Regions from separate parts of the Muntiacus reevesi genome. Here region 1 is linked to region 2. A link is a contact called in public Hi-C data. All regions are on one chromosome and are shown on one strand. Each heading gives the region's core, a stretch centred on a gene start, on an enhancer-like site or on the middle of the called end of the contact. The rest is flanking DNA. Distances are from core to core; before and after follow the strand shown. Region 1 holds the start of SRSF11 (serine and arginine rich splicing factor 11). Region 2 holds the start of CTH (cystathionine gamma-lyase).

Region 1 (5,004 bases), core at 1,371-3,870, 190 kb before region 2:
CTATTCAAGTTATCTACTGAAATTTCTGAAACATTAAAAACTTTCAAGTAAATCAAACAAATAGCAATGAATTACAACAACATTAAAGTGAAAGTTTGATTTTATTCCAAAACAGAACAGGGGATATGTATTTTTCATATTAGATCTCACTTTTATCTTCATTCAACTATATTTACTATATACATTTCCTGCATAGCACATAGTGGTTGGATATATAACACAAATAAAGAATGGGCTGTATCTTTATGCTACCATAACAGAGAAGATATGGAAATCAAATGAACAAACTCCTCTATCTCATAACAACTCCATGAGACAGGTGTTATGACTATTCTCACTTTATACATGAGAGAAATGGGACACAGATTGAATGTATCATTTGCCCCAAGTTATACAGATAGACAAGATTAAACCCTGGAAAAGCTAAACTATCTTGCTTCTCAGTGAATATTTGGAAGGTATATCTGACTCCCCTGACTGCTCTCTATTTTATCTGATACACAACACAACATTGTTACTCTTGCTGCAGCAAATGCAGCAATTCCTTTGACACAGCAAATAAGTCTGTACAAGTTAAACAGAAAGAGTTCAGGTTCACCACTATTAAACTGTAGCTCCAGAAGGTATTAACTTGCTTCAGAGCTACAGCAAATGTGTTGTCGCACATTGCATCCATGAAAGAAATTGAATTTGCCATTTACAACAATCCCACAAAGAAAATTCCAGGCCCAGATGGCTTCACTGGTGAAATTTAGCAGACATTTAGAGTAGAAATACTACTAATTCTACAGAGCCTTTCAGAAAATAAAGGAAATAAAAACTCCCAACTCATTTTATGAAGTCAGCATTATTCTGATACCAAAATCAGAGGCATTAAAAACAGAGGGTTACTCCAAAAAACAAAAACTACTACATCTAAACATCATGACCAAGCAGGAGTTGTATCAGGAATGCAAGGCTGCTTTAACATTTGACAATCAAAATTCCTTTGCTCCCTGAAACTTTAGTAGACTAAACCATCTGGGTCCAATCAATAAGTATATTCCAGAACACACTTAGTTTTTGGGAATAATTCATTTATCTACTTATTTCTTCCACAAATGTTTAATAAGAATCTACTATGTACCAAGCACGACTTTGAGTGCTAAGGACACAATGAGCAAAATGAAAGTCCCTGACCACATGCAAGCAATATTCTAGCAGAGGGCAGAGAAGACAATAAACAAATAAATACAGAATACAGATTCTGCTAATAATAAATGCTATTAAAAAGAGGTTAGAGAATACAATGTTAGCAAGAGAATTTATTATAGATAGGGCAGTGAGGAAGGACCTATATAAGCAGACTCCTTGAGGAAGTCAAGAAGTGAACCCTAGTCAGGTATCATGTAGAAAGTTCCAGGCTCTGGAATAAGCATGTGTACAAGCACAAGCGTAATTTTAAAATATTTATGTTCCCACTGATTAAAACTTTTTCTAGGTAGAGCAGAGATTTTATCATATTTCCTTTCATTCAGCAAGTATTTGTTTGCATGGTCAACTCTATCCATGGCACAATTTTAAAAAAGCAATCATTACAAGGAAATGAAATCTTTTAACTCCAGATGGCCTAAAACCTAAATATAAGTAAAGGAAAACATTACAAGAATAAAGCCATAATCTCTCTCTCCCCACTTTCCACGCCCTCCCTTCACAACAGAAAATCAGAAGAGCATCTGACTATAATTCACTCATGGTATCCAGATTTGTGCATTCGAACGTTACTAGATTTTCAGGATGGCCCCAAATTTACTTTGTGTGGCATCCATCTTGATCTTCAATTTAGGAAATATGCTAAATATTCCTTGTATTTAGGATTCTGTTCACATGCAGGCAGAAAAGGGACTTGAACAGAGAACAGTGTCATTTACTCTAAATGCACAAAAGAGCAGTTCAAATACAGAATTTTGGCGTTGGTAAATGACCTAAGAGATTAAATTAAGAGGAACAAACGGCCAAAGAAACAAAGCATGTGCCCATTATGCGACAGCTAATTTAGTCAAACCATTATGTTGTTTATCCGACAGAATGTGGGAATCCCAGAAAGCGCCCCGTTTAAATTTTGGCCATGTTCCCAGCACATTCCCTGCACCAGACATTTCCTGGAACGAAAAGTAGAAACCGAACGAGCTGACCGAACCAGTGGAGATGTGATAAAAGCCCAAATTCCAGCACCGGGATTCTGGCTAGGATACGGAGCCAAAGGTAGCCAAAGCCAGGCCAGAGGAAAAAGAGGCTACCAGGGGCAAGTCCTTTGTGCCAAGTCGCACAAACGGGTCGTACCTCTGGACCTTACCTTCGCTGAGGTTGCGGCCCGACAGATTTAACTGGCCGCTCTTCCTCGCCGCCTTTAAGAGTCCCTGGGGTACGCAGGCACTGCAGTCTCTGCTCTCAGTGCGGAAACCCGCTCGGGTATCCCGCCCCGCTATCCCCTTCAGCCGCGACATGTTCAAAGCCCGGGGCTCCGCAGCAGAGTCCCGCCCGTGACGCTTAACGGTGGCGCCACTGGGCCGCCCCGCCCCTATCGGGAGCGCGCGCGGCGTGCGCCGGGCCTTCGCTCTCTGCGGCGCGACTCGGTTGTCGTCATCGCCAGCGCCTGGGGCAGGAGGACAGAGGAGCCCTACCCGTTGCCGGTGCCGGCCTTGTGTTTTGGAATTACTTCGCTCAAGTAAGTGCGTTTAACGGGCTGAAGAACGGTGTTGAGTTTACTATGTGTATTATTACTGCGACTGCAATCTTCTCTTTTGTGCTCCCGTGGCGGCGAGGGTGTCAGAAATGGATAACCTTTTCTGCGCCTCTTGCCTGGCCGGAACGTGGGCCTTGACTAAAACTTGAGACCTGGGCGCGGTCTGCAGCCTCTCTGGACCCCTGCCTGTGTTGCCGCTTGTGGTGCTGGCGCCAGATCTCCGTTCCGCGTAGGAAGTAAAACTGATTTCGGTTCTTCTGATCTCTACTCCGACTCTTTAGCATTAGTGCGTCTTGATTGTTGTTGCTTGGAATTTGTAGCCCAGCACAGGAGACAGTGTGAAATGGAAGGGTTGGCCACAGAGAAGGGAAGAGAGAAAAAAAAAAATAGAGCTTCATAATAAATGTTGTCTCTACCGGACAGTTGAGAGGAGCCCAATGTAAGCGCGAGCTTGAGTGTAGCGAGAAAAGCTTGCTCTTCGGCGCTCGAAAGATAGGAGTTCGAATCCCAGCTGCTTCTGTAGCGTACCAGCTGTGTAACTTTAGGCAAGTTTGCTTGACAGCTTTTAAAGTTAATTCCTTTTTCGTTAATTTAGGGTTAATCATTTCTCTCTCATTCGATTTTTTAAATAATTAAGTGAAAATAAAGTTTTAAATATTGAGCGCTTGGTGGGAAAAGGAACGCCATCCAGTTCGGAATGGAAGATGAAAATTTTGTTCAAAGTCGATTATCTTGGGAAGTTAGTTTCTATCTGAAATTTAAAGCTGTAATGAATCATTCAATATGTAATTAACAACTCATCATCTTTAGTATTGCCTTGGGTGGTAGATTTTTCTTTTGCCTAAAGTAATTGTCTTAAAACCATACATCAGGAAATACTCTTCTAAGCCCCCTCAACTAGGCTGGAGATCTTTAGACTATTTAAAAGGTAATATGACGGCCCGCTAACAAATTCTGCACCACACACAGTTTTTGCTGAGTCTAGGTTCTTGCCAACCTTAAATTTGGCTTCTATTCCCCCACCCTCTCGATTATTTTTCTTAATTCTCTGGAGTGCTTTGCATCCAAAGTGAGCAGCATTACTAGTAATTACACTCCTAAGCAAGGAAAGGTGGTTTTGAAGCAAGGAATATAGTAGTTTTTGCAAGATCACTAATAACACCCAATAAGTTGAGGGTGGAAGGGATTAAGAAACTTGCCTAAGGTCACAAGTTTCTATAACTGGTGTGACCAAGCATTTGAACCTAGCTCTCTTAACCTTTCTTGTTAATCACTAGCATAGTGGCTTTTATTTCATCATTTTCAACTGGTTTTTGTCCTGCAACCATTTTTAGGAAGACTTCAATTATGTTTTAAGAGATAATTATTAGAGAAAACTCTTATTTTCTCTTTTTTAGGGTGTAGAAGCCTACCTTTGGAGGATTAATTGCTTGAATGTAAAAATTTACAGTAGCCACCTCTCCCCCTTAAAACTCTTTCATAGCTCAGCATTTTTTTTTAATTACAGGCAAGGTATAGTTTTTTGATTTATTGTGCTTTTACTTGACGTTAAATATTTCATTATTGACATCTAATTATAGTATTATATTGAAACTGTTGCATTTTGTATGAGAAGCATATTCTAACTAATGGCAGAGTAATTCTGAAAAATCCATGTGACTGCACGCTTGTGGTAAACTTCAATAGATACAAATTGACATGTATAAAAATTTAACAAGTATGTCTATAGTACACCATGTATTATACCTGTGTAGCAAGTGCAGATTGAACAAGTAAAGGTGAAAATTATTACCTCAAGCAGTCAGGAAAATCATGGGTTTTGTCTCAAATTGATGCAAACTGAAAGTTTATTAACTTGAACTTTAGGAGAAAGTGTAGTTATGTATAGTTATATTTGTGGGAATTAGCATTGTATATACATTGTAATGCTTCGGAAAGAATACATTAAAACGAAAAAACCAATCCTTTTTCAACACTGGCATGGAAGCTAAAGTATTTGCTTTTTAAAAAAAAAAAATGATTATTAAAACAATGTGAAACGTATATCCTGTACAAGGGCTGGAGACTGCATAGTTATCTTTATAATAGAATTTTCCTAACTACAATTTATTATATTCATTTTATTAAAGTATGGAAGGCTTCACTCTTCTAGCTTTGCTAAATGAAAACGGAAAATGAAGAAGTCAAATATATATTGAGCTTAAGAATTAGATCAGCCAAAGATAATGTTCTGTCTTATAACAGAAAGTAAGACTTATCAAAGTAAGGTAGAGCGGCTT
Region 2 (5,361 bases), core at 2,700-5,199:
AATTAAGGACTTGTATTGTAATGTCTTTCTCCTCTCCCTGAGCCCCAAATTGCCTTCTCATAAACTTCATTGTCAAAAGTCAAGGAAGAGTAATTTTGTTTCCTTTGAGGTAAAACAAAACAGATCTAGTCAGTCAGTCAGTCAGTTCAGTCACTCAGTCGTGTCCGACTCTGCAACCCCATGAATCACAGCACACCAGGCCTCCCTGTCCATCACCAACTCCCGGAGTTTACTCAAACTCATGCCCATCGAGTCGGAGATACCATCCAGCCATCTCATCTGCTGTCATCCCCTTCTCCTCCTGCCCCCAATCCCTCCCAGCATCAGGGTCTTTTCCAATGAGTCAACTCTTCGCATGAGGTGGCCAAAGTATTGGAGTTTCACATTCAGCATCAGTCCTTTCAATGAACACCCAGGACTGATCTCCTTTAGGATGGACTGGTTGGATCTCCTTGCAGTCCAAGGGACTCTCAAGAGTCTTCTAGAGCACCACAGTTCAAAAGCATCAATTTTTCGGTACTCAGCTTTCTTCACAGTCCAATTCTCACATCCATACATGACCACTGAAAAAATCATAGCCTTGACCAGATGGACATTTGTTGCCAACGTAATGTCTCTGCTTTTTCATATACTATCTAGGTTGGTCATCACTTTCCTTCCAAGGAGTAAGCGTCTTTTAATTTCATGGCTGCAGTCACTACCTGCAGTGATTTTGGAGCCCCAAAAAATAAAGTCTGACACTGTTTCCACTGTCTCCCCATCTATATCCCATGAGGTCATGGGACCAGATGTCATGATCTTAGTTTTCTGAATGTTGATCTTTAAGCCAACTTTTTCACTCTCCTCTTTCACTTTCATCAAGAGGCTTTTTAGTTCCTCTTCATTTTCTGCCATAAGGGTGGTGTCATCTGCATATCTGAGGTTATTGATATTTCTCTTGGCAATCTTAATTCCAGCTTGTGCTTCTTCCAGCCCAGCATTTCTCATGATGTACTCTGCATATAAGTTAAATAAGCAGGGTGACAATATACAGCCTTGACGTACTCCTTTTCCTATTTGGAACCAGTCTGTTGTTCCATGTCCAGTTCTAACTGTTGCTTCCTGACCTGCATACAAGTTTCTCAAGAGGCAGGTCAGGTGGTTTGGTATTCCCATCTCCTTCAGAATTTTCCACAGTTTATTGTGATCCACACAGTCGAAGGCTTTCACGTAATCAATAAGCATTGCCTATATTTATGCTTTACAGTCAGAAACATCCCTCTCAGGTCTTCACTGTTTTCACTGTTTCATCACAATATCTTTATCCATAGCCTGACTTTAATGACAACGCTATTTTCATGGTGTGTAAAAAGTATTTATTACAAAAATATTAGTGAACTTTGTGTAATGAAAGAAATGTAAAAAATAAGGAATCTCCCATTTCCTCCAAAAAAACACATTCATGTAGAATCCCACTCCAAGAGGAATTAATCTTTTTTTCAGTGTTATAATGCTGTTTTGCTGTTCATGAGCTAATTTACATGAAAAATTAGCACACACATTCCAAACTATATAGCATTTAGTATATTTAAAGTAGCTGTCTTCTTTTCACTTAAGAAGTTTTTTTCTAAATTACTTGCTTAACTGCCATTTTCAAATTAGGATGCCTGGTATTAATTTTATTATTAAGAGGTAGAATATGCCCGTGGTATAAAACTTAAACACAAAAGCAAATAAAATGTTATCTTTAGATATAAAACTTTAGACAGTTATCTTTTTACTGCAGATCCATGATTTAAACTACTAGAATGATTTTTACACATATTAAATTACACGCTAAGTCACTTTAGTCCTGTCCGACTCTTTGTGATCCCATGGATTGTAGCCCGCTAGGCTCCTTTGTCCGACTCTCCAGGCAAAAATACTGGAGTGGGTTGCCATGCTTTCCTCCAGGGGATCCTCCTGACCCAGGGATAGAACCCTCGTCTCCTGCGGCTACTGCACTGCAGGTGGATTCTTTATCACTGAGCCACCTGGGAAGCCCATTAAATTATGTATGTTCCTCTGAAAATAATGCACCATGGTATAAACTCTCTTGAAAAAGTGGGAGCATAACATACACATTGCTTTGCACCTTGCTTTGCTGTCTCAGAAGTTAGAAATCATGACACACCAACTCAGATCAATCTCCTGCTTCTCAACTATACCATATCCCTCACAGAATTGTGTCATTAACACACCAGTCTCCTGTGGATGGGTACATAAGCTGTTTTCCATTCTTTTGCTTTTAAAATAGCAAAAATAGGTATGAATAACATCCTTATTCATCCTTACACACATACGGGAATACGTTTGAAGGATAAATTCCTACAAGTAAACTTACTAAGTCATGGGAACCCTTGACTAAGTCATGGGAATACTGAGCTGCTGCCTATTAAAGTTTTCTCAATTTATGACAGTGAAAAAAGCTTGATTTAGAGCATTTATATTAGTGTCATTTTAAAAAGAAGCTTTTGTTATGGTAATACTAAATACAATATCCATATTTATGAAACTCAGTGTTTGTTCACAGACATTAGGAGGTATGCTCATTTAGGAGATAAGCTAATTAGGACCCTCCTGGTCCCTAAGCTTCATATCACATAAAAACATACCCATATACAGCTATATATAACTCTTGAGATGAGTTGCAGTTGATATATTTTTAACAGAAAAATGTTAATTAAATATACATTAATATTTATTAGTGCTTTGGAGTCCATTCATTTTTTCCCCAGGGCTAAAAATTTTGCCTGGTTTCTTAAAAATCTTCAGGTCCTTAGGCACTGCTCCCAGTGCTTAATGGCTGTATCCCAGTAGTTAATTTGAAAAGCAAATTGCCTCAGTACTTTCAGTAAAATTTTAAGAGCCATTTATTCTGTATCCTCTTCTTCCTTAATTAGTTTAATAAAGTTTCAGATATTTAGCTAACACTTTGCAGGAAGAGAAGTATTCCTAAATTCCCTAGTCCTAGAAAATAGTAGCCACACTAAATAGGTCAAGTCTGTATTGTTTAGGGAACAAGGAGACTTTTGTTGTTGTTTTTTAGGGGAGTGATCCTTGTGAGAGTAGGGCTGTGGATACAGGTGAATAAATTGCGACCCAGGACAACTTCCATTCCTACCAGGATGTTGCTGTCAACTGTGTAACAACGAAGGCATTCTGTCTAAGGATTTAAGGCTCCAATAAGGTTTTCAAAGCCACACTTTGGTTTGCAATTCTTCAGAGAGAGGTTTCTCTGGGCACTTCAAAAGATAATGATGTTTGAATAGCTCTTAGAAAGCTGCCAAGAGTTTTCCTTAGAGACCCTCTCTACAGTAGCTTTACTATTACTTAAAAATACGACTCTCACTCCGATTTCAATCAACGTTAAGTACTGGTCATTAAAGAAAGCGTTCTTCCACCAAGGCAGGCTGCCCGCTGTTAACGAGAATCCAAACTGCGCTTTTGGCAGCTTGGGCCGCCGTTTTCGTCACCGATCTCCACTTTGTCGCTTGCGTCCTTCGGAACCGCCCTCAGGACAAAGGGTGGTAGGTGGAGGCGGGGAAGGGTCCAGGCAAGGGCTGCCGTTAAGATGAGGCTATCTGTGTGGCCTCTTTTCAGATTACTGGGTTTAATGTCAAGCCAGTCTTTCTCCTCGTCTCCCGTGAACCTCCGGTCTGAGGTCACATAGACGCCCGGGTGGCTCACAGGAGCCAGCAAGGAAGTTTTCCTAGGGTCAGGACTCAGGAATTTCACCCGCAGGAACCAACACCAAGCGGGTAACCGAGCCTCCATCCAGGCTGCACCGGGAAGAGCTTTGGCGGTGACGCTCCAGGCTACGCCTCTGCTGCCAGCCAATGAGAAGCGGGGGCCGCGTTGGGGCCTGCGCTCATTGGGTCGTGCTGGCTCCGCCCCGGGGTGAAGCAACGCTACCGGCCGGTTAATAAAGTCCCAGCTACAGAGGGGTAGGGTTCGGCTCTAGTGCACTTGCGGCTGAATCCCCTGTGTACCTTAACCTTCCATTCACCTGATTCTTCTGTCTTTTTTAAGTCCTGACGTATCAGTGTCATAGTTTTATCTTCCTCGCTCTTTTACTCTTTCCTTTCTTCGCAGCTCAGCATGCAGGAAAAAGAAGCCTCCCCACACGGATTCCTGCCTAGGTTCCAGCATTTCGCTACGCAGGCCATCCACGTGGGCCAAGAACCGGAGCAATGGACCTCCCAGGCTGTAGTGCCCCCCATCTCGCTGTCCACCACGTTCAAGCAAGGGGCTCCTGGCCAGCACTCGGTGAGCTGGGTGTGTCTGGGGCGGTCCAGTGTTGGTCGTTGAAAGAGACATGGCTTGTAAATTAAGAAGCACGCAAGTAATTTGTAAGGTGTAATTTGTGTATTATCACGAAGGATGTTTACTGTAAGGATGATACCTGTAAACCTCCTTATAGTAAAGCTTTGTATTGGATGGTTCAGTTCTTTTGATAAGCAGGACTAGAGGGAACAGTTTGTCTAACTTGCTGTATTGATTTGGGCTGATATTCATGTGATTAGGGCAGATTTGCAGGTCAAAATTATCATAACTTCCTTGAGTTACCGTAAGCAAGAACAATTATAAAGATATAGTAAGAAGTCAACTTAAAAAACTAAGTCATAACTCACCTGGAATCAAGATCCTTCCCAATAGCTATTAATTCCCAATATTAATATTATTCCAATAGTTATTAATAGATATTGAGTACTGCTGTATGCCAGATATCAGTACATACCTACATTATATCATATGTATTACATATATTACCTCAGATAATCCTTACAGCAATTCTATTCTGAACTAAATTCTCATTTCTCTCATGAAAAACCTGAGGTTTAGGGATGTTAAACATCTATTGCAAAGGCCACTGTAATGGAGCTGGGATTCATTCTTGCTCTAGAACACCATCCACTCTTGGGCTTTAATCCACACTGTGCTGTACTAACAGTTATGTTAGCAACAATCTTACCCATTGCATCAGTGTGGCTTAGTGATTAAGAGCATAAATCTTGTAGTCAGAGGCCCTAGGTTTGAATTCTAACAGCACATCTTCTGAGCTGGGCAATCTTGAGGAAGTAATTTAACTTATCTACTTACTTATAAGTAATTTAACTTATCCTGTGTAAATAAATGTTTCAATAATAGTACCTGCCATGTAAGTTGTTGATATGTAAGTTAAGCTATATGGTGTGATACATTATAATCGCTTAGTAGTTTCACAGTGTTCACATGTACCTCAGATATGGAGGGCCGACTGTAAGTTGTACATGGATTTTCCATTGAGCAGAGGGTTGGCACCCTAACTCAAGAGTTGTTCAGGTGTCAAATGTAACTAAA

Evidence for each region. A called contact is a pair of places that touch in the nucleus more often than the background predicts.
Region 1: a contact with region 2 is called in a Hi-C map of muscle, with 4 times the contacts expected there. The contact joins the promoter of SRSF11 here to the promoter of CTH in region 2. A contact is called at or near these places in 2 of 3 Hi-C or Micro-C datasets (blood and muscle).

The regions. Positions count from the first base shown.
Region 1 is chr1:134,680,312-134,685,315 of mMunRee1.1, reverse strand. It overlaps SRSF11 (serine and arginine rich splicing factor 11), which reads left to right and starts at 2,620. Exons shown (of 13, transcript XM_065911128.1): 1 at 2,620-2,707. LRRC40 (leucine rich repeat containing 40) reads right to left here and starts at 2,524. Exons shown (of 15, transcript XM_065911163.1): 1 at 2,336-2,524. The coding sequence starts at 2,486.
Region 2 is chr1:134,487,787-134,493,147 of mMunRee1.1, reverse strand. It overlaps CTH (cystathionine gamma-lyase), which reads left to right and starts at 3,949. Exons shown (of 12, transcript XM_065911055.1): 1 at 3,949-4,287. The coding sequence starts at 4,120.